5 separate regions of the Sus scrofa genome follow, and regions 1, 2, 3 and 5 are each linked to region 4. The links are chromatin contacts, called in public Hi-C and HiChIP or PLAC-seq maps. All regions are on one chromosome and are shown on one strand. The core of a region is the stretch at or near the end of the contact, and the rest is flanking DNA. Distances in the headings are between cores, read along the strand shown. Region 1 holds the start of RPS17 (ribosomal protein S17). Region 2 holds the start of MAN2A2 (alpha-mannosidase 2x). Region 3 holds the start of FES (tyrosine-protein kinase Fes/Fps). Region 4 holds the start of ZSCAN2 (zinc finger and SCAN domain-containing protein 2). Region 5 holds the start of UNC45A (unc-45 myosin chaperone A).

The links. A called contact is a pair of places that touch in the nucleus more often than the background predicts. HiChIP or PLAC-seq counts read pairs in DNA pulled down with a chosen protein or histone mark.
Region 1: a contact with region 4 is called in a Hi-C map of liver, with 6 times the contacts expected there. The contact joins the promoter of RPS17 here to the promoter of ZSCAN2 in region 4. A contact is called at or near these places in 5 of 47 Hi-C or Micro-C datasets (embryonic fibroblasts, heart right ventricle, liver and 2 more) and 1 of 2 datasets of contacts at active chromatin or transcription factors (skeletal muscle).
Region 2: an H3K27ac HiChIP or PLAC-seq map of alveolar macrophages shows a contact between it and region 4. The contact joins the promoter of MAN2A2 here to the promoter of ZSCAN2 in region 4. A contact is called at or near these places in 5 of 47 Hi-C or Micro-C datasets (embryonic fibroblasts, mesenteric adipose tissue, retroperitoneal adipose tissue and 1 more) and 1 of 2 datasets of contacts at active chromatin or transcription factors (alveolar macrophages).
Region 3: a Hi-C map of skeletal muscle shows a contact between it and region 4, with 10 times the contacts expected there. The contact joins the promoter of FES here to the promoter of ZSCAN2 in region 4. A contact is called at or near these places in 1 of 5 promoter capture datasets (fetal skeletal muscle), 15 of 47 Hi-C or Micro-C datasets (alveolar macrophages, embryonic fibroblasts, fetal heart ventricle and 10 more) and 1 of 2 datasets of contacts at active chromatin or transcription factors (alveolar macrophages).
Region 5: a contact with region 4 is called in a Hi-C map of liver, with 4 times the contacts expected there. The contact joins the promoter of UNC45A here to the promoter of ZSCAN2 in region 4. A contact is called at or near these places in 1 of 5 promoter capture datasets (liver), 6 of 47 Hi-C or Micro-C datasets (embryonic fibroblasts, fetal skeletal muscle, heart right ventricle and 3 more) and 1 of 2 datasets of contacts at active chromatin or transcription factors (alveolar macrophages).

What each region holds. Positions count from the first base shown.
Region 1 is chr7:52,384,387-52,389,454 of Sscrofa11.1, reverse strand. RPS17 (ribosomal protein S17) reads right to left here and starts at 3,113. Exons shown (of 4, transcript NM_001001634.1): 1 at 2,961-3,113; 2 at 2,295-2,400; 3 at 1,774-1,839; 4 at 452-579. The coding sequence starts at 3,113. The coding sequence ends at 499.
Region 2 is chr7:53,496,327-53,501,633 of Sscrofa11.1, reverse strand. It overlaps MAN2A2 (alpha-mannosidase 2x), which reads right to left and starts at 2,717. Exons shown (of 24, transcript XM_001929378.5): 1 at 2,487-2,717; 2 at 1,754-2,219; 3 at 732-881. The coding sequence starts at 1,786.
Region 3 is chr7:53,468,510-53,474,334 of Sscrofa11.1, reverse strand. It overlaps FES (tyrosine-protein kinase Fes/Fps), which reads right to left and starts at 1,388. Exons shown (of 19, transcript XM_001929355.4): 1 at 594-1,388; 2 at 1-79. The coding sequence starts at 70. It overlaps FURIN (furin), which reads right to left. Exons shown (of 15, transcript XM_021098916.1): 10 at 5,343-5,443; 11 at 5,130-5,233; 12 at 4,925-5,042; 13 at 4,144-4,814; 14 at 3,936-4,046; 15 at 1,544-3,684. The coding sequence ends at 3,083.
Region 4 is chr7:52,956,479-52,962,081 of Sscrofa11.1, reverse strand. It overlaps ZSCAN2 (zinc finger and SCAN domain-containing protein 2), which reads left to right and starts at 4,075. Exons shown (of 9, transcript XR_002345788.1): 1 at 4,075-4,229.
Region 5 is chr7:53,527,428-53,532,583 of Sscrofa11.1, reverse strand. UNC45A (unc-45 myosin chaperone A) reads right to left here and starts at 1,537. Exons shown (of 20, transcript NM_001185069.1): 1 at 1,487-1,537; 2 at 1,149-1,310; 3 at 879-915; 4 at 404-579. The coding sequence starts at 1,537. It overlaps HDDC3 (HD domain containing 3), which reads left to right and starts at 4,694. Exons shown (of 4, transcript NM_001243409.1): 1 at 4,694-4,820; 2 at 5,127-5,156. The coding sequence starts at 4,709.

The DNA.
Region 1 (5,068 bases), core at 1,864-4,363, 570 kb after region 4:
CTCCTCCACACACATGTTGTTTACACTCCCCTATGCTCCAGGTACTGGGCCCAACAATGGATAGAGACAAAGAACACCACTGGCCCCACCTCCAACCTTGTCACCCTCTCAAGATGGGTAGGTTAATTCAAATTGTGGGTACCCGGGAGAGACATGGACACTTGAAGCATGCAAGGCAAGGAGGCAAAGGCATCTCCTGACTTCTGCCTGAAGCCAGAGTGAATGCTCAGGGCCTGCAAGGACCAGGCAAGACAGAGCTGGCAACCAAACTAGTAGTGCAGTTTTCAGGCTCAGGCCTCTGAACACATCCATTATCTGTATAGGCACTGCCCGGGGGCCACTTACAAGTGCTCACACTGCAGACCACTCTTCTTTAGAACACTTTTCCCTTGAGAAAGAATTCCTGCCCTTAGTTCCACTGGCACCCAACCCCACAGATGACACAGGCAAGGTTGTTGACTGAGGTTTATTCAAAATATTACAGCATAGCAGAAAGACTCAAACGGCTCCACGTGGTGTTTTGAAATTCATCCCAACTGTAGGCTGAGTGACTTGCAGGTTGGACAGACTGCCAAAGTCCTGGAATAACAAAAAAAAATGGACTTAGTATGGCTATACCATGAGATCTGTGGTCAGAGTCCCAGTACTACCATTAGGCCATGGTTTTGTCAGCCTCCAATGGCTTGGGGCAGATTGGTGGGACCCTGCAGAAAACCAGAGAGCTTTCTCTTCTCCACCACCCCAGAGCAATAAACTCCTAAGGTGGTCTATCTGAGATCTGAAGGACACTATACTCCAACAGCCATTAGGGAGCTGTCATGTGCATTTTAAGACATTTAACAGCATCCCTGGCCTCCATCCACTCATGTCTGCTGGTATCTCCCAGCTGTAACAACCAATAACGTGTCCAGATGTTAACAAATGTCCCCTGGGAGTGAGGAAAGCAAAACCTGGCCCTTTGAGAATCACTGGTCTAAGGCATGAAGTGCCACTTCATTTCCAGGAGCAGCCTCAGGAAGGACAAGGTCAGGGCCTGCCTTTAAGCTGGCTCAATCTCAGTGACTGGGGCAAAGCATCCAATAGCCCACCACATACCTGGAACTTAATTTCCCATTTTATCCTCAAAAACCAGTGATCATAAAAAGGAAAAATGAAGTTGCTCTAATTCACAAACTGCCTCCTGGACTTTGAAGCTCATTTTCCTCAAACTGCCTCAGCACTAAGATAAGCCACTGAAAAGACACACATCAAAACTGTATTGAAGACAGCTGAACCACTCAAGAAATGCCCCATCAGCAACTGGGAATGAGACCACAGGTGACTGGAATGGGTCAGCATACAGACACAGAGGAAAGCAGGCAGAGAAAAGAACCAGGGCTGGAACCAAGGGGAGGCAAATGTGAGAAGCCAGCCAGGAAAGAAGGAGTGCCCTGAGAAGAAGAGCCACTGGATTTGGGAGTTATCTTCATGAGAAAAGCAAACTGAACCTACAGTAACAAGCTAAACCCATTTTGGAGGCAGTCTAGTTTAGTGGTTAGCAGTATGGATGAAATTCTCATTCCTGCCACCTACTAATTTTGCAATTACCATCTTATAAAATGTAATTAACAGGACATGCCTATAGGATATTGTGAGAAAAAGGAAAACAACGCACAAAGAATGTTGAGAATACTTGATGTATTTTATGGATTCAGTAAGTGTTACCTATCACAGAGAGAATGCTACTGATGGTGACCAGGGGCGCCCTACTTCAGGAATTCAGCAAACACTTACCAAGAGTTTCAGCATCTCCTTAGTGTCAGGATCTACTTCAATGATCTCCTGATCCAGGGCTGAGACCTAGAAGGAACAAGGCAGGCCCCAAATAGCAATGAGTTATCTCTCACTTTCCGTGCCTTTTCTCCAAGATTCTTAAATGAGGAAAAAAAAGGGTGGTGGGGTGAGGGGGGAAGACAGGGGACATAAGAGGACAGAACGGGATCTCACAAGTTCGCTATGTAGAAAACCTTAAGACTGGGTTTATACTTCAGAAATACCATGCTAGAGCAAATAAACCAGATGACATGGTAAGTCACCAAAGCAGCATCGTTACAGGCCCTCATGTGTAAAAGAGAATGAACTCACATGGGCCCAACAGGGAAGAACAAAAACTAACACACAGGCAGGTAGATCAGGGGCAAGTTCAGACTCAGCTAAGGTCTCCTTGAAAACCTTGTATCTCAAATGGTTCTCAGGAACACTGTTTTATCTTCTAAGATGAACCAGAGGCCCAGAGAAAGATCTACAAAGTTTACCTCGGGCACGTAGTTGTCTCTCCTCTCTCTCTCCTCCTCCTGCAGCTTAATGGAGATACCCCTCACTGGTCCTCTCTGAATCCGCTTCATCAGATGTGTGACATAGCTACAAAGCACAAATGTCCAGGAACACTGAGAAGGCACGCTGGCTCCCACTGGTACAGGGAACCTCTGGAGGAGTTTTAGTTCTTTCCACAGTGAGAAGGGAGAGGATTTACCATTTTAGGAGCCCTGATTCTGAATCTCCTGCACACACCCAACCCCTACACGCAGCTCCGCTTACACAGGCACGCCGGTCCCTTCGGGGTCCTATATCCTCTATGCAAATTCACTCTCCCAAGTTACTAAAACCTCCCAACAAACTTTCCTGCTCTCTCCCAGGAATCATTTTCTTTCCTCCGAGTTACAATCTACACAACTGAGCATTTAATCTCGTTGTCCTTTACTGTAAATGTCAACCTTCCAGGGATCGACCGTGGCCAACCTCGTCAAGTGCCGTCGCCCGTCAAGCCGCCAAACACAAAGCGAACACAAGACAACCGCTGCAAGAAACCCGGCAAATGCACACCCCCAGCGCCCCGCCCGAATCGGAGCCCAAACGGCCCCGCGGGGCCGTGGCTCCGCATCTCCCACCCGGCGCGGGAGCCGAAGGCCGGGCCAACTCACCCTGCGATCTTGTTGCGGAGCTTCTTGCTGGGAATAATGGCAATCTCCTCGCACACGCGCTTGTTGGTGTGGAAGTCGTTGCCCAGGCGCGTGTAGTACTTCTCAATGATGACCCGGGCAGCCTTCTTCACGGTCTTGGTGCGAACGCGCCCCTGCGGGTGGAGAAGACAGGGTCACTCCTGACTCAGGGTGCCCCTCCGGGAGCAGCGCGGGGACAGCCTGACTGGAGCGGGGTTCGCGGCCCGGAGCTAAGCCCGGGAGAGGGCCAGCCAGGTGAGGCTGGAGCGCCGGGTCAACGCGGAAACCAGCGGCCCACGGAGGCTTCGGCCTCACAGGCCCCGGCACACCGCCCTGCGGGCTGGGGGCGGTGGAAAGTGGCGGATGGAGGAGGATTGGAGGGATGGCAGCTTTGAGCCAAAACACCTACCATCTTGGCGGGTTCTCGGTAAAAGAGGAAACAGGAAGCACAAGAGAGGCCTATAAAGCGCAGGCCAGAAAGCCGCTTCCGCCTAGCCTGGGACTTGCTGAGCCGCCTCCAGGGAACCACAGCGACCCCTGGCAGAGCGGGGCGGAAGTGTGGCCGGAGCCGCCGTCCAGTAGGCGGAGCGAGTGCTTGAGCCTCCCCCTGATGGGTGGAGCTTACCTTCCACCTCCAGCCACGTCTAAGGCTGTCTTGGGCAGGCTTCTCAAGCCCGATTCTTGTGATTAGATCGCCGGAGTGCTCTACACTAGGAGTTGAACATCTCTTCTTCACAGGCCGAGGAGAAGGAGGAAGGCTTAAGAGCTCTAGCTAAGGCAGGAGCGAGGAAAAGTGAGGGGATGCGGATGGCGCCCGGGATAGGGCCGCCTCCCAGTGCTTGGGTCAGAGACTTGTCTAACCTTGCGTAGGTTAGACACAGGTGCAACTGGGAGAGAATTGTCTCACTTCTTCCCAGTCGTTTGCTCAGGTGTCACTATACCAAAGGGGCTTTCCCTACAGTTTATATAAAGTAGTACCGTTACCCTTTTAGTTTTTTAGCATCACTATCTTTTTTTTTTTTTTTTTTTTAACGGAGCGCAGCAGTAGTTCTCCTTGTGGTGCAATGAGATCAGCGGTGTCTCTGCAGCCACTGGGACTCAGGTTCCAGCACAGCACAGTGGGTTAAGGATTTGGTGTTGCCACCCTCAGATCTGATCCCTGGCCAAAGAACTCCACAAGCCTCAGGGAGGCCAAAAATGAAAAAAAAAGGGGGGGGTGTTCCTGGGTCAGGGATTGAATGAGAGCTGGAGCTGCGACCTACACTGCAGCTGTGGCAATGCCAGCTCCTTTAACCCACTATGCCAGGCTGGTAATTGAACCTGCACCCCCAAAAGGCACCCAAGCTGCTGCAGTTGGATTCTTAACCTATTGTGCCACAGTGGGAATTCCTAGCATTGCTATCCTTTTAAAGTTGCTTTGGTATTTCTTAGCACATGTCACAGTGACTTGTCTGTTTTCCCAGCCAAGAGTGAGTTCTGTACCCGTAAGAGCTGTTTTGCCCTTGAACAGTGCCCAGCAAAAAGTAAATTTCTCAAATATTTAAGTGAAGGGCCCAGTTCACCTGCAGTTCTCCCAACTAAAACAGCTCCTCCAACCACCACTGTTCTTCAGGCTGTTCCTGCCATACTCATCCACAAACCAGGCCTTCTGAAGCCAGCAGCACAGGAGACCTCTGATGGCCTCATTAGCCTAGAGAGTACCCTATTCCTTCTCTGCAACTCTGCTCAAGTGGGTTCTAGGCCCCCACCCAACTTAAGAGGTGGCTGCCCAAGTTGGATGAGTTAGTGGGCACTGGCTGTCATCCCTCAACTCATCTCCTGGTCACCTTGGGCAGTCCAATCAGACTCTTTAAACTGAATGGGAATGGAAGGCTGAGGGACATCAAGCCCTTGCCCTGAAAGTAGCACCTTGACAAAGGGGAGAGGAGATGGCTCTCAGAAAAAAATACCAAAAGGGAAGGTCAGACTCTTCCAAAACCATTATAGGAACTGAGTTTCCAAGACCACTGTAGGAATTGAATTTACAGGCAAACTTCAAATTAAGCTGATGCCGGCCAGGTCTCAAATGAAAGATGAGGCCACTGATTCTT
Region 2 (5,307 bases), core at 1,468-3,967, 540 kb before region 4:
CTGATGCCTGACTCTGAGCCTTCCCTCCCCCAGTCGAAGGCAGGGCCATGGGCCTACAGCACTGTTGGCTCTGTTCAGATAAGAAGAGGTGAGAAGCACTACTGAGGACTGCCATCTGCTTGGAGTGGGAGTCCCCGCACTCCCTAGCTCATGGGTGGCCAAGATTTCAACTCCCATGTCTATTTTCAACAATCATTGGGAGCAGCACGCTGACAAGGACTGCCCTGGGGCTTAGTAGGAAAGACTGCTGCGAGACATTAGCAACGGCCGCCTAGAATCCAGAACAGAGCGGCAGTATATGTTGCCATTTTTCCTCCCATCTTTCTTTCTTTCTTTCTTTCTTTCCGTGATATAGAGAGGTTCCTAGGCTAGGCGTCAAATAGGAGCTGTGGCCGGCAGCCTATGCCACAGCCAAAGCAACTCGAGATCTGAGCCAGGTCTGTGACCTACACCACAGCTCACGGCAATGCCAGATCCTTAACCCACTGAGCAAGGCCAGGGATCAAACCTGCATCCTCATGGATGCTGGTTGGGTTCATTAACCACTGAGCCACAACGGGAACTCCGTCTTTCTTTTTTGGCCATCACTGCTTTCAGCTTTGAGGTTCCAGAAAATCTGCCTGTTGGGAAGGAATGCTCCTGTCCTGGGCTGACATGACTCTCCAGTGGGGGCAATAACCTGCGCCCAGATGATCTGTACACGCAGGGATTAGAAATCAGGCAGGACTCACCCGGGGGAAGTTGCCACCATTCTGGTGTCGGGTGGGATCATGCTGCACTCGGTCCAGCATGAGGTAGAGTGAGAAGACCGCCACACAGAAGATCGCAGCCCCACACACTGTCACCTGCTTTTTCAGCTTCATACTGGCCTCCACACAAACCTGGCCAGAGGGACACCAGAGGGAGCTCCGGCAGGCAAAATGCCCCTAGTGCTCTTCCCACCAAAATGCCCCACTGAGTTCCTCCAAAGGGCTGCTCCCAAGGAACACCTATTTTGTCTGACTCCAGAGAAAATGAAGCTTCTAAGCACCAAATCCCAGCAATGGCTATGGAGCCTGACCCAACCTGGACTGTCTTCTCTTGGCTGAGACAAAGAAAGTACTAGCAAGAGGCACATCTGAGACTGGTCCTGCCTAGTCCTGGAGGCACTCTGTCCCTAGGGTGAAGATGATGCTCTCTCCCAGGTGGATGCTATTAAAAAAAAAAAACAAACAAAAAAAAAACACGACCAGATAACAAACTTCCCAGCTGTGGCTGTTGAGTTAGCCATACAATGTCCTGATTATCACCAGCTGCCCACAGGGCTTGCCTACAAGAAAGACACAATCACTTAAAGGAGGAGGGTGTCCAGGCTCCCTGCCCATATGCTTCTATTTTCAAAGGAATACACTGGTATCTGTTTTGATTTAAAGGATACAGCCAGGAGTTCCCGTTGTGGCTCAGCATTAACAAACCCGACTAGTATCCATGAGGATGCGGATTCAATCTGGGGCCTCATTCAGTGGGTTAAGGATCCAGCACTGCTGTGAGCTGTGGTGTAGGCTGACAACACAGCTCCAACTGGACCCTAGCCTGGGAACTTCCCTATGTCACAGGTGGGCCCTCCTCCAAAAAAAAAAAAAAAAAAAGAAGAAGAAGAAAAAAAGAAAAATAGGGAAAAAAGAGGATTTAAAAAAAAAAGATACAGCCAAAGCCCCCGGAGACTAACAAGAAAGTTCTTCTCCCTACCCTCTTGAATCGGACTGGTACTCACCAGAAACAGTGCCTGGCACAGCTCCTCTCTCATTCAGAAACATGGAATGAATTTAAAAAGAAGCCACAGCTGACGTTTCTAACACGAAGAGCCCTACGGCTTCTGCCTGATAGTTCTAATTCCTTCAGTGGGTAACTTTCGGCCACTGCTTATAAAGCATTTACAGGACCCCCTGAGAAGCCAGCAGTGATTGATGGGTAGCGAGAAGCTAGGCGCGGCTGCTCGGTGTGGGGCAACTTCAGAGAACCACTGCGGCCCCGCACTTGCCTGCTGGGCTGAGCGAGACCGCTAGCCGCCGAGCGTAGGTGGGAGCCGCTGCTCAGGAGTCTTCCTCCAGCCCCGGGGCCGAAGAGCTCGGTCGCCTCTGCAGCCTTGTGCCCTACTTAGCACGATCTGATTCCGCTCAGGAGCCTCGGGGCAATATTTTTAGCCCTCGGAGGCTGGGTTCAGGCCAAAGTAGGTGGAGCTGGGGAGAGAGAGTTGGATCCCAAGGGGGTCCCGGCACCTGCCGCCGGGTCTCCGGGCGCTCGCCTGCTGGCCGGCCCAGCCCCCTCCCGGCCCTCCTGGGCTGCGGCCCTCCCTGGCTCTGCCGGCTCTGGGACCTCAACGACAACTGCCCGATGCGGGATCTCCGGCCGCCTCTGACCCCGAAGCGCTGCCCGCGCTCCTGCTGCCCAAGCCTGGACACGGCCGGGGCAGCCAGAGCCCTCCCCGCGCCCGCCCAGCGCGTTACCGTCTGCGTCCGCTCTCCGCTCCACTCCAGGCCCCGCCGGCGGAGCTGCGGCCCTCACATCCCGGGGGACAACGGCCCGGGGGAAAGACAGCGATGCAGGCGAAGGCGGGCGTCCGCCCACCCGTCGCTCCCGCTGGGGCCAGGGCCACCGGCGCGCTCCGCTGCGCCCACCCGGCGCGGGTCCCCGGCCTCTCGCGGCCGCCGGGCCGAACGGCATGCGGGGCGGGGACAGGCTCGCCCGCCCCCGCGCCGCCTCGGCCCCGCCTGCTCGCCCAGGCACCGCCGCTGTCTGCGGTGCGCCCCTGCCGAGCCGGGCGAGCTGGGCCCCGGCTACTGCCCTCGCTCGGCTCCCGCTGGCCGGCCGGGCGCTTCCGGTGCGGTCAGGACCGGGGGCCCCCTGGCGCGGGCGGCCGGGCCGCAGTGCGCAGCCGCAGTCGCGACCCCGGTCTTGGCGCGCTGCCTAGCCGCCTGGAGCGGAGCGCAACTTGATGTTTTTTGAATCTTGCTAGAGTAAGCGCCTTGTTATCTACCAGCAGTAGAAACATTCCTCCTTCATTTCACCAGCCAAACGATGGAGCACATTTTCCGGCCCCCTCCCCCCCTCTGGGGTAGGTATCCTTAATTCGATACAGTTACGCTTCTCAGGCAAGGGGGCGCTGCCTTCTCTTGGTACCGTGCGTTCATCACGATCCCTTGCCGTGCTTGCCACCGGTGAATAAGATCTATACTTTCCTTTTTTAATTTAAAAAATTTTTATTTATTATTATTATTATTATTTTAGGGTCGCACCCGCGGCATATGGAGGTTCCCAGGTTAGGAGTCCAATCGGAACTACAGCTGCCAGCCTGTGTCACAGCCACAGCAACGCCAGATCCGAGCAGTATCTGCGACCTACACCACAGCTCTTGGCAATGCCGGATCCTTAACCCACTGAGCAAGGCCAGGGATTGAACCCCAAACCTCATGGTTCCTAGTCGGATTTGTTTCTGCGGCGCCATGCCGGAAACTCCAGATCTATGCTTTTCTTACTTGTTCTTTGACTGGGCATCTGGGTTGTTTATAATCGTGCAGCATAATAAATCACACATAATAAAACATCTCCATGAATTCCACATTTGTCTTCTAAAATGATTGTCTTAGGACAAATTTGCCGCAGTGAGGTTACCTGGGCACAAGATTAGGATTTAGCGCATTCTGTTGCGCCCCAAAAGGACTGTGCCAGTTTCTACCAGCCCTCCACAAACTGTTGAAAATTCCTTAAATGACTTTTTGGTTGATTAACCACACTTAACAAAACCATCTTATTAGTTTGACTCCCATTTTGTTTATCACCATCAGAAACAGCTTTCTAGGTTTATTTGCTAACTAGAATGCCTGTTATTAAGGTGTGAGACCTGGACTGGTTTCATCATCCTCTGTATCCCTGTGTTTTGCCCAATGTTCTGGGAAATTTATCTTCTGATCCTTATACTGAATTTCTCATTTTGGCTATCGTAATCTTATTTTCAAGAGCTCTTATTAGTTTTCTGGTGGGTTTTTTTTTTTTTAATTGCGATACAACTTATATGGCACAAGTCTTAAGTGTATTTACTGCTTGAAGAGTTTTAATAAATGTGTATACAAGTATAACCACCATTCAGATCAAAGCATAGAACCTTTCCATTACTCCCCCAAAATTCCCCTCTATCAAGACGTCAAGCAGTCCCTAAGTGCAACATGGCAGCTAGCAGGACCCCAAGGATCACCATGCAGCTGCTCAGTGTGCCTGCTGCATTTCCATGAGACCTAGCCAGTAAGACAACAAGCCACACTGGAGCCAGACAGATACTACCCAGCTAACAAAAACAAGACCAGGAGTTCCTGTTGTGGTGCAGCAGAAACAAACCCAGCTAGCATTCATGAGGATGTGGGTTCAATCCCTGCCTGGTCTTGCTCAATGGGTTGGGGATCTGGCATTGCCGTGAGTTGTGGTGTAGGTCGCAGACGTGGATGGCTTGGATCCTGAGTTGCTGTGGCTGTGGTGTAGGCCGGCAGCTGTAGCTCCTGTTATTCAACCCTAGCCTGGAAACTTCCATATGCTGAGGGTGCAACCCTAAAGAAGCAAAAAAAAAAAAAAAAAAAAAAGAAAGAAAGAAAGAAAGAAAAGAAGAAGAAAAACCAAACAAACAAACAAAAAAAAACAAGATCAGCGTGGTGTCACCTTTCCCTATTCACAGGACAACAGTGACCCGAGGAAGCATGAGACAGGCCAGATGGTGGTGGGAAATCTCTCGTTGGCTGGGAGCCAAACTCAACTACAATCAGACAATTTTATGGCCTGCAGCTACACTCTAAGTGAGGTGAAGAGGGAGGGAATATGGCAGAAAGGCCTGCACTCAACTGAAACTATGAGGATAAGAAATGGCCTTGTGAGGAGTTCCCATTGTGGCTCAGTGGGTTACGAACCCAACTAGTATCCATAAGGATGCAGGTTTGATCTTTGGCATTGCTCAGGGGATTGAGGATCTGAAGTTGCCATGAGCTGTGGTGTAGGTCACAGACGTGGCTCAGATCTGGTGTGGCTGTGGTGTAGGCTGGCAGCTGCAGCTCTGATTCAGCCCCTAACCTGGAAACTTCCATATGCCGCAGGTGCAGCCCTGAAAAAAAAAGAAAGGAAAAAAGGAAAAGAAACAGCCTTGTGGCATCTCCCACAAAAGAGGGTAGCGCCTCATCAGGCTGCTTATCTCACCCTGTTCCAGGAAGAATCATATTATATTCTGCCAAGACTTAGGCTGGAGAGTTCCCATCATGGTGCAGTGGAAACAAATCCAACTAGGAACCA
Region 3 (5,825 bases), core at 139-2,638, 510 kb before region 4:
GCTCGGCCTCCTGCATCTGCTGCAGGGCCCCATGGCCCTGGGGGCTGCATAGCTCCGAAGAGAAGCCCATAGTGTGGTCCTGGGGACAGAGAGGAGAAGCCACCAGTGGGGGCAGGGCAGGAGCTGGAGACAGACAGAGGTGTGGGACAGAGACCCTAGGGGCTGCCTGACTAAGAGGGGCTGCAGACAGGCGGGTGGTGGGGGTCTGTCCCACTGAAATGCAGCCATAGGTACAAACTTTGGCCTGGCCTGGGAAAGCCCTCATTGCTTCCTGCATCCTAGGCCGAGGACTAGTGCCAGGGGTCCTCTTTCCAGTCCTGGGGCAGAAACCTCCTGGATCTTGCCTCCCTGGGCCCTCCCACCCAGCACCCAGCTGCAGGGGCGCGGCACGATCAGGGCCCTCGGTCCCTCGGCCCCTCGGCCGGGCCAAGCCTGCCCCTTCTGGCGCCCCAGGCAGCCGCAGCCCAAGCCCCTACCCTTCCCCGGCCCCTGCCCAACTGTGTCTGCTCTCTGATCGCCGCCGCTGGCAGGGCTCCTGCCTGCTTCCCACTCCCCCCCACCCACCGACACCCTCCCCTGGGGGCAGGAGTTACCCGCGTGGGCAGCTAGCTGCTCCTAGGGCCGCCGAGGACCAACTCAGACTCAGGCCCCCGCACCACTCCGGCCAGTTCCTGATTCCGCGCTTCCTCCTCCTGCGGTTTCAGTTGGCCCAGGCCCCGGGGCGGGCCGGCGGAGGGGAAGGGGCGGGCAGGAGCCCCTGACGCCTGTCCGCCCCCCCGCTGCCCAGTGCAGGCCGCTCAGCCAGCCACACGGCTCACAAGGCTCGCGGAAACGGAAGGGAGGAGGGGGCTGAGAAAGAATGGGCCAGAAGAGAGCAGCCTGGCCGGGCACTCCCCAGGTCCCGGACAGCGCCCAGGAACTGGGGGAAGCGGCCCGCGGGTGCAGTAATGGGCGCCTGCCCAGGGCGGAGCAGCAGGCTTGCACTGGGTGGGAGAGCCTGCGGGTCCAGAGCCTGGGGGCAGGCGGGCCACCCCAGCAGCAGCCCCAGAAGAGGAAGGGGGAAGCCTGGTGCAGGCCCTCCCCTCCCCACTGGATTCCCCAAGGCGAGCTCAGGCACCAGTCTCCATTTGAATAAAATCTCCAAGTAAATGTCTAGAGGGGAGGCCAGCTTCTCCCACACAGGTCCCCTGGTGGAACAGGCACCGCTCACCTAGCCAGGGCTGGGGCTTCCTGTTTCAAGGGAAACCTGGGGCAGGCAAGGGGTCTGGGCCAGGGAGTGGGACTCAACTTCTCTCCCTGCTGGACTCAAGGCCTGTGCGGGTGGAAATGCTCAGCCAGTCCCACCTCCAGGACTTGTGCCCGGCTGCAGTCCCCTTCTACACCCTGCCCGAAGGAGGCCCTGAAGCCCTCTGGGCGATGGACCGTGGGCAGGAAGGTCACAAGGGCATGTAGGTTGCCCCGATCCCCACCCCCACCCCCACCCCATCCTGGAGGCAGCCCCAGGGCCCAGAGAAGAACAATTATCACCACACTGGAGACCAGGCCTGGTTTGCATAGTCTGCAAGTTTAATCACTTTAAAACCTAACATTATTTCGAGTCCGTTAAATAGAACCAACAATGCTGGGCCTGTTTAAATTACAAGAGAAAAAAAAAAAATCACTGTGCACCAACCCAGTATCTTACAAAACCAGCTGGGCTGGCCACAAGGGTGGGGGTGGAAGAGGAGGGGGCACCCCTGGGCAGGTGGCTGGGTGGGGGGGGTGCTGGGGGAGAGAGAAAAAGGGGCTCCCAAATGGGAGCGGACTGATTGTCCTAATGGGAGGGGTGCAAAAGGCACGTCAGAAGAGGGGGACCTGGGGGGCCGGACAGGTCAGCGCTTCCTCCACCAGGGCACAGTGTTGGAAGGGGCTTGGTGCCACCACCTGCCCACCCCTGGCACTTGGAGAACCAGTGACCCGTGAGCCCTTGGCACGACCAGCCCCATCTGAGATGGACAGCCTGCCCGCCCACCCCAATCCTCCTTTCCTAGGGCCCGTCTGGCCTGGCCTCCTCTTCAGGATTTGGGGCTCAGCTATTCCTCGGCAACAGGCCGTAGCCCCCCACACCTCAGGGCCCGCGCAGCCGGCGGGGGGGAACAGCAGGGTGGACAGTGGGTGTGGGAGAGTGGATGGTCCAGCTGCTACCCCCGTTAAAAATACCAAAAAAAAAAAACAAAAAAAACAAAAACAAGTCAGCATCTAAAGTGAAATAATCACAAAGTGAAAATATAACCTCAAACAGCCCCTGAGATCCCCACAGGGGAAAGCAGCATCGGGTGGGAGGTGGGACAGGCCGGTTGGGCCACCGTCCCTCCCCACCACCCACCCAGGGGCTCTGGGACTGCGAGTGCCAACAGCCCAGGTGGCCCCGGGCTCAGAAAACAGGGACTTGGGCCCTGGCGGGAGGGAAGGGTGCTGGAGAGGGGAGGGTGGTAGGGGCACCAGCGTGGGGCTGGGCCAACCTTGCTTGGCAGGCAGCCAGCGCAGTAGACGGGGGCAAAGGGACAAACGCGCGTGGACCCACGTGCGCGCCCCGGAGGTGCCTGCCTGGCCTTGGTCCCTTCCTTTGCTCACTGCTTCCACCCGAGGCTCACCAGAGGTGGGGGGCGGGGTAGCGGATGCAAAAGCCCTTGGAGAGGTGGCCTCCTCCTTCAAATACCCACTAGGCCAGCCTCCCTGCTGCCTGGATGGGAACCATTATTGCTTTAGAGGGACGGGGAAGGGCCACCCCCCCACCCCCTTCGCTTGGCAGGGAGCTCTGGCTGGGGCCCGGACCCTGGAAAGCTGCCCTAAAGGTTTCACTCTGTTCTCCACTCGGAGGGGCTCTGGGGGTGGGGAGAGGCCCCCTCCCCCTGCCCCCCACACCCTGGCTGGTCCTGGAGTCCCACCTCAGGCAGCCAGGGGGTCCAGGGGGAGGCTGGGAAGCCCTCTCCGCCCCTCTCGCCTCCCAGCTGGGATCCAAGCCCAGTCTCGAGATAAAAAAACACTTTGGTGAAGTAACAAGTGCCCGAGGAGGGGCGGGCTCGGGGAGCGGCAGGCGCTGTCAAAGGGCGCTCTGGTCTTTGATAAAGGCGGTCCTCTCGCCCCGGCCCTCGTCCTCTTCGGAGTCGGATGGACACTCCTCCTGCCAGGCTTCAGGGGGCAGCCCCTTGTAGGAGATGAGGCCACGGTCCATGGTGTACACCTTCACCCCCCGGAAGCTGAAGCCCGAGCGCAGCTGCAGGACCAGGAAGACAGTGACGAAGACCAGCACGATGAGGGCGCAGATGAGGCCGGCCACCACCTCGGGCAGGTGTGAGGGCAGCTGCCCCGCCCGCACCCGAGGTTCTGCCTCCTCCTCCTGTGGGGAGGGCGGGGGCGGCCGGGGCAGCTGCTGCGGTGGGGACTCGCGGCTGCTCTGGCTTTGCCGGGAGCACGTCTGCTCCACGGGGTCCAGGGATGCGTGGCTGGGGCAGGTGAGGCAGTCCGTGGGGGCTGGCCCCTGGCACGTGGCACACGAGGCATGGCAGGGGACACAGACGCTGGCCCGGATGATCTCCACGTCGTTCTCAGTGTTATAGTGTGTGTCGAGGACTTGGGGAGCGAAGCCGGGAGGGCAGTGCTGGACACAGGTCTTCTGGTGCAGGGAGAAGCCCTCCTCGCACACTGCCGGCACCGAGAGAAGGCGGGTGTCGGAAAAGCCGCCCACGGCCATGGCTCTGAGCCCCAGAACCATGGCAGCCTGCGGACCCCCCGCCCCAAAAACAGCCACCACCGTCCCCAGAGGCTCTCAGCCTCAGAGCTGTGGTCATGCCAGGGGCCCCCAGGGTCTCTGCACAGCCTGTTCCTCCTTTAGGACAGGCCCCCTCCGTACCCCAGCCTCAGGTCCCCAGACCCCCACAGCACCCACGACTGACCCACACAGGCCTGGCCGGATGTGAGGGTCTTGCAGCCGATGCTCTCGGGAGGTGTGGGCAGCCCCTCGGGGGCCGTGCCGTACAGCACGAGGGTGAACTTGGTCAGCGTCCCTGTTGATGGGCAGAGGAGGCAGCAGTTGGAAGGTGTGGGAGCCCACCTGGTACCCCAGACCCATCGGCTCCCCTCCTCATTTCCCGGCCCCAATACCATAGTTGTTGGCTTCACTGGTGTTTTCGACCTCCAGGACCCACTCGCCAGAAGGGTCCTCATCCCAGGAGTGGGTCGTCATGAAGGCCCAGTCGTTAAATCCGTCTGCCGAGTAGTCGTGCGGCCTGTGGAGAAAGGGGACACTGAGCCCACGGCACACAGACCACACAACCTCCCCCAGGGCAGCGCCAAGCCCACTGGGCTGGAAATGCCTCTGGTTGTTTCCCAGAAGGACGAATGTTCTCAACAAGAACACCCTGAAAATGTGCAAGGGGGCTACACACAGGAAGGCACACACGTCTCCTCCAGCGAACAGAATTGGGGATTCCTGCGACATGGGACCGTCCCATAGAACAAAACCTAGGCCTCTCAAGACGCCAACAATGCCCCGCGGAGCAGTGCTTGGTTGACGTTGGGGCTGTGAGAGTGAGTGGCTGAACGCACACGGGTGTGAAGGCAGGGATGGGCTGGGCAGTGGAGAGGGCACGCACCTGGCAGCCAGCAGGGTGGATCGGGTGCCCATGGGGCTGACCAGGTGGATGGCCAGGTCACCGCGGCGATTGTAGGACAGGGTGAGCCGCGCCTGAGCATGCTCCAGCCGCGTGATGTGGCTGGGTTCCCCCAGGCAGGCGGTCACTGTCTTCCGCACCTCCAGCCGCTTCCCGATGTCCCTGTGCAGAGAGCACCGTGATGGTCTATCAGCCTGGACCAGCGGGACCGGCTGGGGCCCCTGTGTCCCTCAGGTCCCCCCGCCGCCTCCCAGCCAGGGTCGAGTCCTCACTTGGGCTCAGTGAGGATGTCAATGATGCACTTGCGCTGGGGGTCCACCGTGGTCCAGTTCTGGGCCAGGGCCACCATGGCACCTGCGTCCAATAACCCGTAGCCGTACGAATGGCTCACTGTGGGGAAGGAAGGCGGGGTCAGCTGGGTCCCAGGGCGTGCCCCCACCAAGCCGCAATCCAGCCCACTGACCACCCTGTCCTCACCTTTGCGGCCCACGCCATTGGTGGTCCAGTCATTAGCGTTGAGGTGGGCTGGCTTTGAGGTCTGTACCACCAGATGCTGCATGTCCCGCCATGTGAGGTTCTTACTGCAAAGGAGGAACACAGAGACTTGGGGGCAGGCTCTTCGGAGACCAAGGGCTGGCCTGCCGAGGACGCTGATGGGAAGAGGGCTGCCCCCCAGGCTCCAGCACTCACTTGGCCTCCAGGGTGAGAGCGATGATGCCCGCTGCCAAGGGGGCAGAGGCAGAGGTGCCTGTGTGAGACTCCGTACACTTCTGCCGCAGATCGGTGGTCACCTACCAAGAGAACAATGACATTGGGCCTGTGATGAGTGAAGGGCGCCGGAGAGGCCACCTGGGAGTTCCTGCCGAGGCTCAGTGGAAAGAAACCCACTAGTGTCCCTGAGGATGCAGGCTCAATCCCTGGTGGCACTTAGTGGGTTAAGGATCTGGCGTTGCCCTGAGCTGTCATGTAGGTCACAGACACGGCTTGGATCCCATGTTGCTGTGGCCGTGGTGTAGGCCGGCAGCTACATCTCCGATTAGACCCCTAGCCTGGGAACTTCCCTATGCCTCAGGGACAGCCCTAAAAAAGCAAAAAAAAAAAAAAAAATACTTGGAGTGGGGAGCCAGGGCCAAGACACCTCCATCCCAGCTGCTGCCTTGCTAACTTGCTAAG
Region 4 (5,603 bases), core at 2,826-5,325:
GCACAGGCCAGCAGAGAAGGAGAAAAGCCCGAATCCCCAAGGGACAACATGAGGTTCAAAGGGTGTCCCTCTGCCACACTAAATGCAAACTATTTATTAAAAACAAATAAACAAACAACAACAACAACAAAACAGGAAATGATACTGATCTTGGGGGATAAAAAAAAATTCCATTCTAAAAAGAAATCCCACTCTAGCTCTTCTTTTCACAAGGGTATGTGTCATGTACTTGCTTAATTTCATAATTGTTCAGTGACACTTCCTGGGCCAGTTCACTCTTCCTTCTGTAAAATAAACATCTCCCTGACCCTGTTCTCCAGCTTCTCTTGCTGTCTGGTCACTCCTATGATGAAGCCCCTCTTTAGTCCTTCGCTTCTCTTTAGGCTGGTCTTACAGCATCCTACAACACCGTCCCTTTTTTATTTTATTTTATTTTTTTTAGGCAAATGGAGGTTCCCAGGCTAGGGATCCAACTGGAGCTGTAGCCACCAGCCTAGGCCATAGCCACAGCAATGCCAAATCCGAGCCTTGTCTGCAACCTACACCACAGCTCACGGCAACGCCAGATCTGTAACCCACTGAGCGAGACCAAGGATCCAACACTTGTCCTCATGGATACTCGTCAGGTTCTTTAGCAGCTGAGCCATGACGGGTATGCCTACAACACTGTCCCTTTTCCTAATCACACTCAGTGGCCAGGCTCTGGGGTATAATTAGCAAAAATGGGACACACCTTTCGTACAACCGTGTTCTGTCATTGAGGAAGTAGATTGGATTAAGCAATGATGGGGGTCTTGGCGAGGGGGAGTTCCTTCCTGCATCCTCAAGGCCCAAAGGCCCCCCTGCCTCAATGCGGGGGCTCATCTGCTCAGATGCTGTGGGCCCTGACGGTGATGAGGTGACTGGAAAGCAGGATCTGCCCGTCCCCATCTTTATCATCCCCATCACCTTGAGATCAGCTGGGAGCTCCCCAAAGGCCTGAGGCTGAGCATTCCTTGGGGCGTTTCCTTCTTGCTCAGCATCTAAAGACAAGTAGTGACACATGCGGTTTCTGTCCAGTTTTTCCCGGAGGCCTTCAATCTCCAGATTGGAGAACTTACCTTTGTGGGGGTTATTAGTAGGGAAATCTAGGAGCTCTATCCAATCCCCCCTCATCCTGGTGGGTCCAGGGAGCAGGCTTGATAGACTCAACCAAAAGCACTTTCCCTTGTCTTGGAACCTTGAGAAGAAGGCAGACAAACAGAGATGGCTGGAGCATCACCAGGGCTTCTGGGGTGGGCAGACCCGGTTGTTTCTGCTAAGAGATTGCTGCTGTGGTTTTAGGGGGCCTTACTCTTTTTCTTGGTCCTTAACTATTTCCTCTTTTTTTTGGCCACATCCATGGCATATGGAAGTTCCCAGGCCAGGGGTTAAACCCAAGCCATAGTAGCAACCTGAGCCACAGCAGTGACAATACCGCTTCTTAACGATGAACCACCAGGGAACTCTAGTCCTTAACTATTTTCAAGCTTGATGGTTCAGCTCCCATGTACTCTGTAAGCTCCCTGACATTCTTTCAATAAGTTCCTTTTAAATTAACTGGAATAGTCCTTTGACGCTTCGAACCAAGAGTGCTCACTAGTAGATCAGAGCCTCTGTCATCATTTGGAGGAGCAACCCTATTCGCTGAACTGGGCTGTGTCTGGGCTCGCTCACTGTCCCAAGCTGGTCTTAGGGCACTGGCTTGGGTACCAGGACCATTATGCCAGGGATTGGTCTTTTTTTTTTTTTTTTTTTTCTTTTTTCTTTTAGGGCCGAACCTAAGGCATATGGAAGTTCCCAGGCTAGAGGTGGAATTGGAGCTGCAGTTGCCGGCCTACATCACAGCCACAGCAACACCAGATCCAAGCTGCATCTGTGACCTATGCCACAGTTTATGGCAATGCTGGATCCTTAACCCACTGAGCAAGGCTGGGGGTCGAACCTGAAATCTCACAGAGACAATGTCAGGTCCTTAACCCTCTGAACCACAATGGCAACAAGGAATTTGTTTTAAATGTGATTTGCTCTCTATCTCAATAAGGGGGAAGCTGACATTGGCCAGGGCCGACTTCTCAGAGAATAAGGCAGAGGACAGACATGGCCAGTTCCAGGATTCTCCTGTGACAACATAGTGCCAGTTTCTTGTGGTCATGGGTTGGCTTGGGATAGGAGCAGAGGAAAAGGAACTCTTAGGCTGCTGGGAGCTTTCGGCTATATCCGACCCCCTAACCTCCCACCCCAACCAAACAAATATTTTCCCTTTTGTGTAAATTCCATTCCCAGTGCGAATGGAAAAGTGGAAAAACAAATTTTTGTTAATACAGGATCGTGTCCAAGAATTATCATCCTCAATCATTTTGGAGATCTTGTTGTCTAGGAATGCTAGTCATTGGAGAGATCGTGGCTGGGAATTCTGCATCCAGGATCTCAGTGCAGACTTCTCAGGCCAGCCTGGAGGTGGTGCTGTTTGCATGTAGTCACTTTGGGCTAATTAAGATGCTATCCTACCAAGTATGCAGCACTCAACTGCTGAACCTCGCTTTGCATCTTTATACTTAAATTAGTTCAAGAGGTTAGTTAGTGAAAAATTCGTGAAATTCAAATAATCTTCGGAGTAGTGCAAAAAACTTTCTAAGAGTGACAAAAAATTCAGAAGCTATGAAAAGACAAGACTGACAATTTGGAGAGCATAGACATGTAAAAAAACAGCAAAAAGGGAACAGTAAACTGAGAAAAATAATAGCAACTTTTGTGACAAAAAACCATTTTCTTAATATACTAAGAGCGTTTATGAGTATATTCCATTAAAAAAATTGGAAGATAGGAGTTCCCGTCCTGGCGCAGTGGTTAACGAATCCGACTAGGAACAATGAGGTTGTGGGTTCGGTCCCTGCCCTTGCTCAGTGGGTTAACGATCTGGCGTTGCCGTGAGCTGTGGTGTAGGTTGCAGACGCGGCTCGGATCCTGCGTTGCTGTGGCTCTGGCGTAGGCCGGTGGCTACAGCTCCGATTCAACCCCTAGCCTGGGAACCTCCATATGCCGAGGGAGCGGCCCAAAGAAATAGAAAAAAGACAAAAAAAAAAAAAAAAAAAACCCACTAATAATCATGAAACATTTCTCAAACACTCATGAAATGAACATTAAATTTTCATGAACGTGAAATTTAAATGAAAATTAAATGCAGTCACTTGATTGTGGGTGCCCCCAAAAATTGTTCTGTACAAAAACACCAGATTGTTCTATCACAAACCATTACTGTCTTTCTCTTCATTCTTATATTTTCCCCTTGGGTTTCCAGGCAGTTAGTTACTCACCTGTTGTCATATGGTGATGGAGCAGCCATTCTTCAAGAGCGCCAACCGTGGGAACATCACAATAGAGGCTAATCTCCCATTCTCACCTCCCAGTGCTGAGATTAACAATAAGTAACACTGGGATAGGTACTAAAATGGAGACATGGAGCAGGTGTGCCACGGGCGGTGTCTCTGCCTAAGCAGGTTCCACACAAAAGGAGATGAAGAAAGAATCGGAGGTGCGCGGCAGAAGAGGCGAGACAGGGCTTTCCTCCAGACGCAGGAACAAAGGGGTGTGCAACAGCCAGGTGCGAGAGTAGATCTGCAAGTTGGGGGAGGGGCGCCGGCCTCACAAGAAGGGGTTTCTCTGGTGAAGATTCCTTTCCAGCTCAAGCACTGCTTTCGGCCGTCGAGGGGCCTTACAATACTACTTGCCACACAGTTCACAGTTCACAGTTCTCTTCCATCCAACTTTCCTTTTTTGCAGACAACTGGAAGACTTAAAGAAGTGAAATGACCTGTCCCGGGTCACAGCTCTGGTCCACACTAGGTTGCCTGACTTGCAGTCAACCGCTTGTCCCGCCACTGGCCCTCCCGCACAGCGCAGGCTATCAAGCCCAAACTCCGTTCCTTGGCGGGGTCGGGCGTCTGCCAGGTGGACTACATCTCCCACAATGCCTTCGGCCCAGTCTCCCTCCCGCCACCCGGCTGGGCCCGGATCCGCCAGTAGAAAAGGAGAGTTTCCAGGGGCCGTTCTCGGTGGCCAATGAGCGCGGTGGGGGGCAGGCCTCTCCCGTCCATTGTTCTCGGTGCCCCTCGGGCTTGAGCCGCCGCAACTCCGGAGGGGCCGGGCAGTGCCCGGGGGCGCTTTTGCGCGCGGAGGGACTGCAGGAGCAGGATCTGGTCTCTGGAGAGGTGAGCCCGGAGAGACAGGGCTGGAGCCACGCGGCCGAGGAAGTAGCCCGAGGCGAGGGAATAACGGGCCTGGAGCCAGTGCGGGCAGCCCTGCTGGGGGAGGGGCGTTGGGGGCGCTGTCCGCGTCCCGCGCGCCCAGCTGTCCCGGTTTAGGCGCGGGGTCCGCTGAGAGACCGACGAGATGTGGACTCTTCTCCCTATCAGTGAGCTCTTTGAACGTCCAGCCTTGGTCGCAGGGTTTGGAAGGCACATTGGACGCGATCCCGCGCAGCCCCTCATTTTACGGATGGGGAAACTGAGCTTCAGAGGGGGCGTGTCTTGCTCCGGGTCAAGCAGCGAATTAAACTGATTAAAAACGGTTTCCCGGGCTCCCAGATTAAAGAGTGGTGTTATACCTGTGTTTCTTCTCGCCAGTTGGTAAATGCACATTGAGATCTTCGGTGTTTCCACTAGCTTTTCTTTTTCTTTTAAAAAACTTTTTCCTTCCCTATTTTCTTTTCTTGGGGGAGGAGGAGCGTTATCTGAATATTTATGATGTGATGATTTTTAAAAATAACTTTTGCCTTTTAGTCTTTATTTTAAAGAATTTGTAGTTTCACTGCTGTCAACGTTTTGTAGAATTTCTATACATATTTTTTTCCTTGTGTATATATGTTCTTTTCTAAAAGGAATTGGGGTCATACTGTGTCTGGTTTTTCTGCCTTGCCAGGTTTGTTTTTAATCCATTTATTTTATATTATGAGGATTATCTTAAATCATTAATGATTAATAATTCTTGTGGAGCATAATTTTAAAAATATTTTAAAATACATACAGCAGAGTGCACAGATCTTTAATATGTACACGCTTATGCAACCATTGTCAAATCAAGATCTGGAACATTTCTAGCTTCTTTGAAACACCCCTCTCAGTTACCCTCCCAAAGCCCTAAAAGTAGTCATTATTACATCAGCATAGTTTTTTTTTTTTTTTTTTTTTTTTTTTTTTGTCTTTTTGTCGTTGTTGCTATTTCTTGGGCCGCTCCCGTGGCATATGGAGGTTCCCAGGCTAGGGGTTGAATCGGAGCTGTAGCCACCGGCCTATGCCAGAGCCACAGCAACGCTGGATCCGAGCCGCGTCTGCAACCTACACCACAGCTCACTGGCAACGCCGGATCGTTAACCCACTGAGCAAGGGCAGGGATCGAACCCACAACCTCATTGTTCCTAGTCGGATTCGTTAACCACTGCGCCACGACGGGAACTCCAGCATAGTTTTTAATACATTTTACTGTATGCATGTGTCATAATTTATTAACTCTTCTCCTGTTGCTGGATTCTTAAGGTGTCAGGTGTTTTCTTTGGGGTTTGTTTTTAGAAACAATGTTATGGTTGT
Region 5 (5,156 bases), core at 288-2,787, 570 kb before region 4:
AGCAAGAAGTAAACATCCTGAGTCATAAGGTTGCTTCATTTAACATTTTAGGATATATGCTAAAGGACCCTCCGAAGGAGCTGAACCAATTTACACCCCCTCCAGCAGTCATCAACGAGCCCACCTCCCCATCAACCTTACCATTGAAGTGTCTGTCTCCCTCCTTCTAGCAGGGTGTACAAATTGTCTGCCCAACAGACCACTGAAAAAAACCAGCACCTTGCTGTTATTTTAATTTGCTTCTTCTTAACCACCAGCAAGGTTGAGCATCATTCTATAAGATCCCTCACCATCAGCATCCCCTCTCCAGAGAACTGGGTGTATACCTTTGATCCAGATTCATTTTCCAGTGCCCCCACCACCACCACAGGTCAATGTCTCATTCTCTCAGTTATTCACATACCTTCTCCTGAATCTGGCCTGCGATGTTCCGCAGGGCCTCCTGGAAAACTTTGTTCTTGGGCTCCAGGCTCACACATCTCTGCAGGTCGAGGACTGCCTGGTCAAGACGGCCCAGCTTCTCCAGGGCTTGGCTCCTCCGATAAAGTGCTTTGACATCCCCTCCGTCCTTGTCGATGGCTGAGCACAAACAGGAGCTCTGTCAGCCCCCATGAGGCCACCGTCTCCAGGCAAGAGCAGTAGGGAAAGATCTCGAGGACCAGAGAAAGGTGGGGGAATGGATGTGGGGCTCAGAACTTCAGCCTCAGAAAAGGTGAGGGTAGCTGCAGAAAAGGAAATGCCCAGGGAAGTGGGAAAGAAAGAAGGCAGATATGTTGCAGGGATGAAAGGAGTTAGAGAAAGTGATGGTGCAGTAGTCCCAGAATCTTTGCCCACCACAGAAGCCCCAGAGCTCCCCACAAGGGCCCACATTCCCCTACCTTTGGAGGCCTCAGATTCTGCTTTGTCATAATCCTCCTGCAAAAGAAAAAACACAGGCCGGAGAGGCTGGTCATCTCCTTTTTGGGGCACGAGTAGAAAACAGAGTTGTTCCCTTGACTCACCAGATCCCCCACCTCCTAGAGGCCCAAAAGACATGTAACAAGTGTGGGTGGCCTGGGAAGGTAAATGCCTAGTCGGGGCCCGAGCCTTGGCCTGGTGGACAAACCGGGGCCCAGGCAGGCCAAGGGAAGAGCAAACGGCTCCCTCACCAGCTTGAGGTGGCAGGCGGCCCGGTTCCGGTGCAGAACCGCTTGGTCCTGGGGCGTTGCGCCCAGATCCAGGGCCTGGGTATAGGCCGTCAAGGCGCCTTCGTAGTCCCCGCATTTGAAGAGCTCGTTGCCATCTTTCCGCAGCTGCTCCACTGAGTTGGCCTGTGGAAAGGGGTGGAAACGTCGCAGGGGGGCTCAGGGTGAGCCGGGGAACTGGGGGAGAGGAGCCTGGGGGTCTGGGGAGAGTGCCATGGAGGGCCAAGGTTGAGGGAGGAGGAGGCCCGGGATTAGTCAGAGTAGGCGAGAAGTGGTGATGGCGCAGGTGGATGGGCATGCACCCCGGGGTCGGCGGACTGGGGATCGGGGGTCCCAGGACCACTCACAGTCATCGCGGAGCAGAGGTCCCGGGCACACGCACGCGCAATCTCTGGGGCGGGGTGGGTCTAGGCTTGGGAATCCGCCGCCGGCTGCCCCGCCCCCGTCTTGCGTCAGCGGCAGGCGGCAGGGAAGGGGCGGGGCCAAGGCGAGTACGCTCCGGCGGGGGCGGGGCGCTCGGCCTGCGTCCGCAGGCGCAGAGGAAACCCGGGAGCGCTTAGTCTGTGCCTGCCGAGACCTGCAGGGGGCGCGCGGCGGAGGACACAGAGGGACGCTCTTGGCTGCCCCGGCCCGGGTCTCGGCCCTGGTCCGGGACCTGGCCTCGCCTTTGGCCCCGGCCCCGACCGCGGCAGAAGTGTACAAAGTCTGCGGTCATCAGGGCCAGGAGCAGCAGACTGTAAAGGCCCAGCGCTAGGAGCGGACCCGGACCCCTGTGGGAGAGCAGAGTATCAGGATGCTGTCCCCAGCCGTTCTCTCGCTGCTGCAGCCTGTGGGTTCCAGAGCCCTGAGATTCTGGAGAAAGCTCAGGACCCTCAACCCAGAAAAAATGTAGAATTTGTCAATCAAATTCAGGGAGCTCACAGGTACCCTGAAGTCATCCATGGACAGTGTTCAGGATTGAAACCCCTGACTGTAGTGGGTGAAATCCACAGGCCACAAGATCCTTTCAATAGTGACACGTGTCCCACCCCACCACCCCACCCCGCCCCATCTCACCCCACCTATTACCTGCTTTCGTAACTCCCTGTTACCTGCTTTCATACCTCCCTGAATTTTCCTTCACAGAATTGCTTGTAATCACATATTTATGTGATTTATATTTGAGGTCTGTCTGTCCACTAGTCATTAAGCTACAAGCCTCCCACTCCAGAGATTAGGACCCAATCCCCCAGGTACTGGAACACCCTATCAGTGTTCCAGTGGATCTGGGGATGGAGTTCTTACCTGAGGATGGGAGGAGGTTCTAGGGCGGACAGATTGACCTGGTACAAGGCCTCAAATTCAGCCCGGGTGCAGCAGGAGCCGCCTGCAGCCAGCAGGTGGCAGCAGTAGGCTTCCTCTGGGGTATCCGTGAGCCGGGGACAGAAGAAACCCGAGTAGCGACGGCCATCAGCATCCCAGGAGGTCTGGCACAAGTGGGGGTAGTGGACCAAGGCTGAAGAGAGGGCAAGAGGGCTGGAGACAAGCAGCAATGATCTACCTACACCCCACTCCACCTCTTTCGGCGAGTGAAAGGGATCAGTCACTATCAGATGGGCAGGCTTCTTCCCTCCCAACCAGCTGCCCAGAGTAGCCCGTACCCTGCTAAAAGAGTGGGGTAACCAGCAGGGTGGTGAGCAGAGAGTACAGTACCTGAGAGAGAGGTCGGCTGGGCAAGCGTTGTCCAGCTGAAGAGCAGCAGTAGCCCCGTCGACAGGCCTGTCAGCAAAGAGCCTGGCCTCTTCTGAAAGCCCATGAGAGGTCACCTCCACCTTAGCCCTGGTCCTAGAAACCCCAACATCTCTATTTCTAAGCCCTGGCTTCAGACAGAGAGGAAATAAAAATCAAAGCCCCAAAGCACCATTAACACAAACCTGAAGCTTCTCTGTCACAGAACTCTAGAGAGAGATGAAAGTGACTTTCTATCTTCTGTTGGAAAATGCAGGGACTGTGGCTCCAAGCTGACAGGCTGAAGGGGAAAAGGCTCAGAATGAAGAATGAAAGAGAAGTTGAGCCGTTAGCCTGAAAAATAGACAAACAATTAGAACCATATATGTTTTCTCTCCACTCTCTCTCAATTTTCAGGCGGCAGTGGACGCCCTGAGAATTGATTGTTCCATTTCACGCCCCAGAGACCTTAGTTCCAGCATTGGGAGCCTCCCTCCCTAATATCTGCATCGTGGCAACCACCAAGACTAGCTGAAAACCAAGGGCGAGTGCTTTCACTAACTTTTCCCCTGAGCCCTCATCTGCCCCAGCTACCAGCCAAAGTACAAAAGCTTCCAGTATGACTGGAGGGAGTATACTTAGCAACCAGCCAACCCCATATCACAAGGAATGCTCTTCCAATGTCCCTAGGTCTGTCTTGGCCCTCATACATCATAGATGCTGTCTGCTGAGACATGGGATTTCTCCAGAAGGCCAAAGGCTCCCAGCAAACAGTGTTGTGTTGTTCTACTGAGGCCTGACAATGCCATGCTCCCAGAACAGCAGAAGCAACACTCCAGGGGCCTGGCCCAGTGGCTGGGGACTGAAATAGGAACCCTTATGGCACAAGAAACAAATGCAAATTTTTGTTCCCAGCACTTGAGAGCAAAGAAGACAGTTCCTGCAGAAACAGCACTGCTATTTAGACATAGGCCTGGGAGCCTAAGTCTGAAGTAATTAGGGAGGGAGTTCTCCCAGTGTAGGCCCCAATTTCCAGAAGGTCAGGTCCTAAGGCCTTCTGGCCCAAAGGTGAAGTTCCCATGCCCATAGCAACCAGGCCATCCTTGCAGGGAAAACTTTTTTTTTTTTTTTTTTTTGTCTTTTTAGGGCTCCAACCACGGCATATGGAAGTTCCCAAGCTAGGGGTTGAATCAGAGATACAGCTGCTGGCCTAGGCCACAGCCACAGTGACGTGGGATCCAAGCCACTTCTTCCACCTACACCACAGCTCACGGCAATACTGGATCCTTAACCCACTGAGCGAGGCCAGGGATTGAACCCGCATCCTCACAGATACTAGTCGGATTCGTTTCTGCTGAGCCACAACAGGAACTCCCAGGGAAAACAATTTTTAGAGAGCTTTGAGAATTTTCAGAGCCCTGACAGGTTGAAGATTATCTTTTCATGGCGGGAGAGGCCCAGTCCTGGGAGAAGCCGTCCCTGGCCGGGAGGCTAGGTGAATTGGCCTTCCTCCAAATTTTCATTGTCCCCTGCCTTCCTGCCCTGGACACACTTTGAGGCCACAGTCTTATACCTTGTCTGTTTTCCTCCTTCCCTTAGGCTCTGGGCTCCCAGAAGGCCAGGCTATATTATTCTGGCACCCTCAGCAGAGCGCCCTTAAGCAGGGGCTGAGATGCCTCCCACACCCACTTCTCCTTGCCCAGGATGTCAGCCCCAGAAGAACCCTGGCTCAGACTCCGCAATCCTCGGGCCTCCGCGGCGCCAGGGGGCGCTGTCCACGCCTGGTCCACGTTCCCCGGACCGAAGTCCCCCGCGCGATGGGTTCCGAGGTGGCCCAGCTGCTGGAGGCTGCCGACTTCGCGGCTCGCAAGCACCAGCGACAGCGGCGGAAGGACCCCGAAGGAACCCCTTACATCAACCACCCTATCGGTGGGCGCGCCGCCGGAGGAGCAACGGCAGCAGCTTCTAGGGAGTGGGATCCGGGAAGGGAACGCGGAGGGCGTATACTTCATTGAGCGCCTAGTCTGTACCAAGATTTGTGCCAGGCACTGTTCGTGTTTAAAATTCACAACAGCCGGGGGCGGTAGGCTTGATTGTTCCCTTTGTATGCGAAATAGAGTAAAGAACTTGCCCAAGGTCCCCCAGCTACTGAGGGGCCATATCTGGCTCTACAAACCCCACAACGTGCCGCCCTGGTGACTCCCTCCTGTCTGACTTCCTGCTTTGCCCCGTCAGGTGTGGCTCGGATCCTGACCCGTGAGGCGG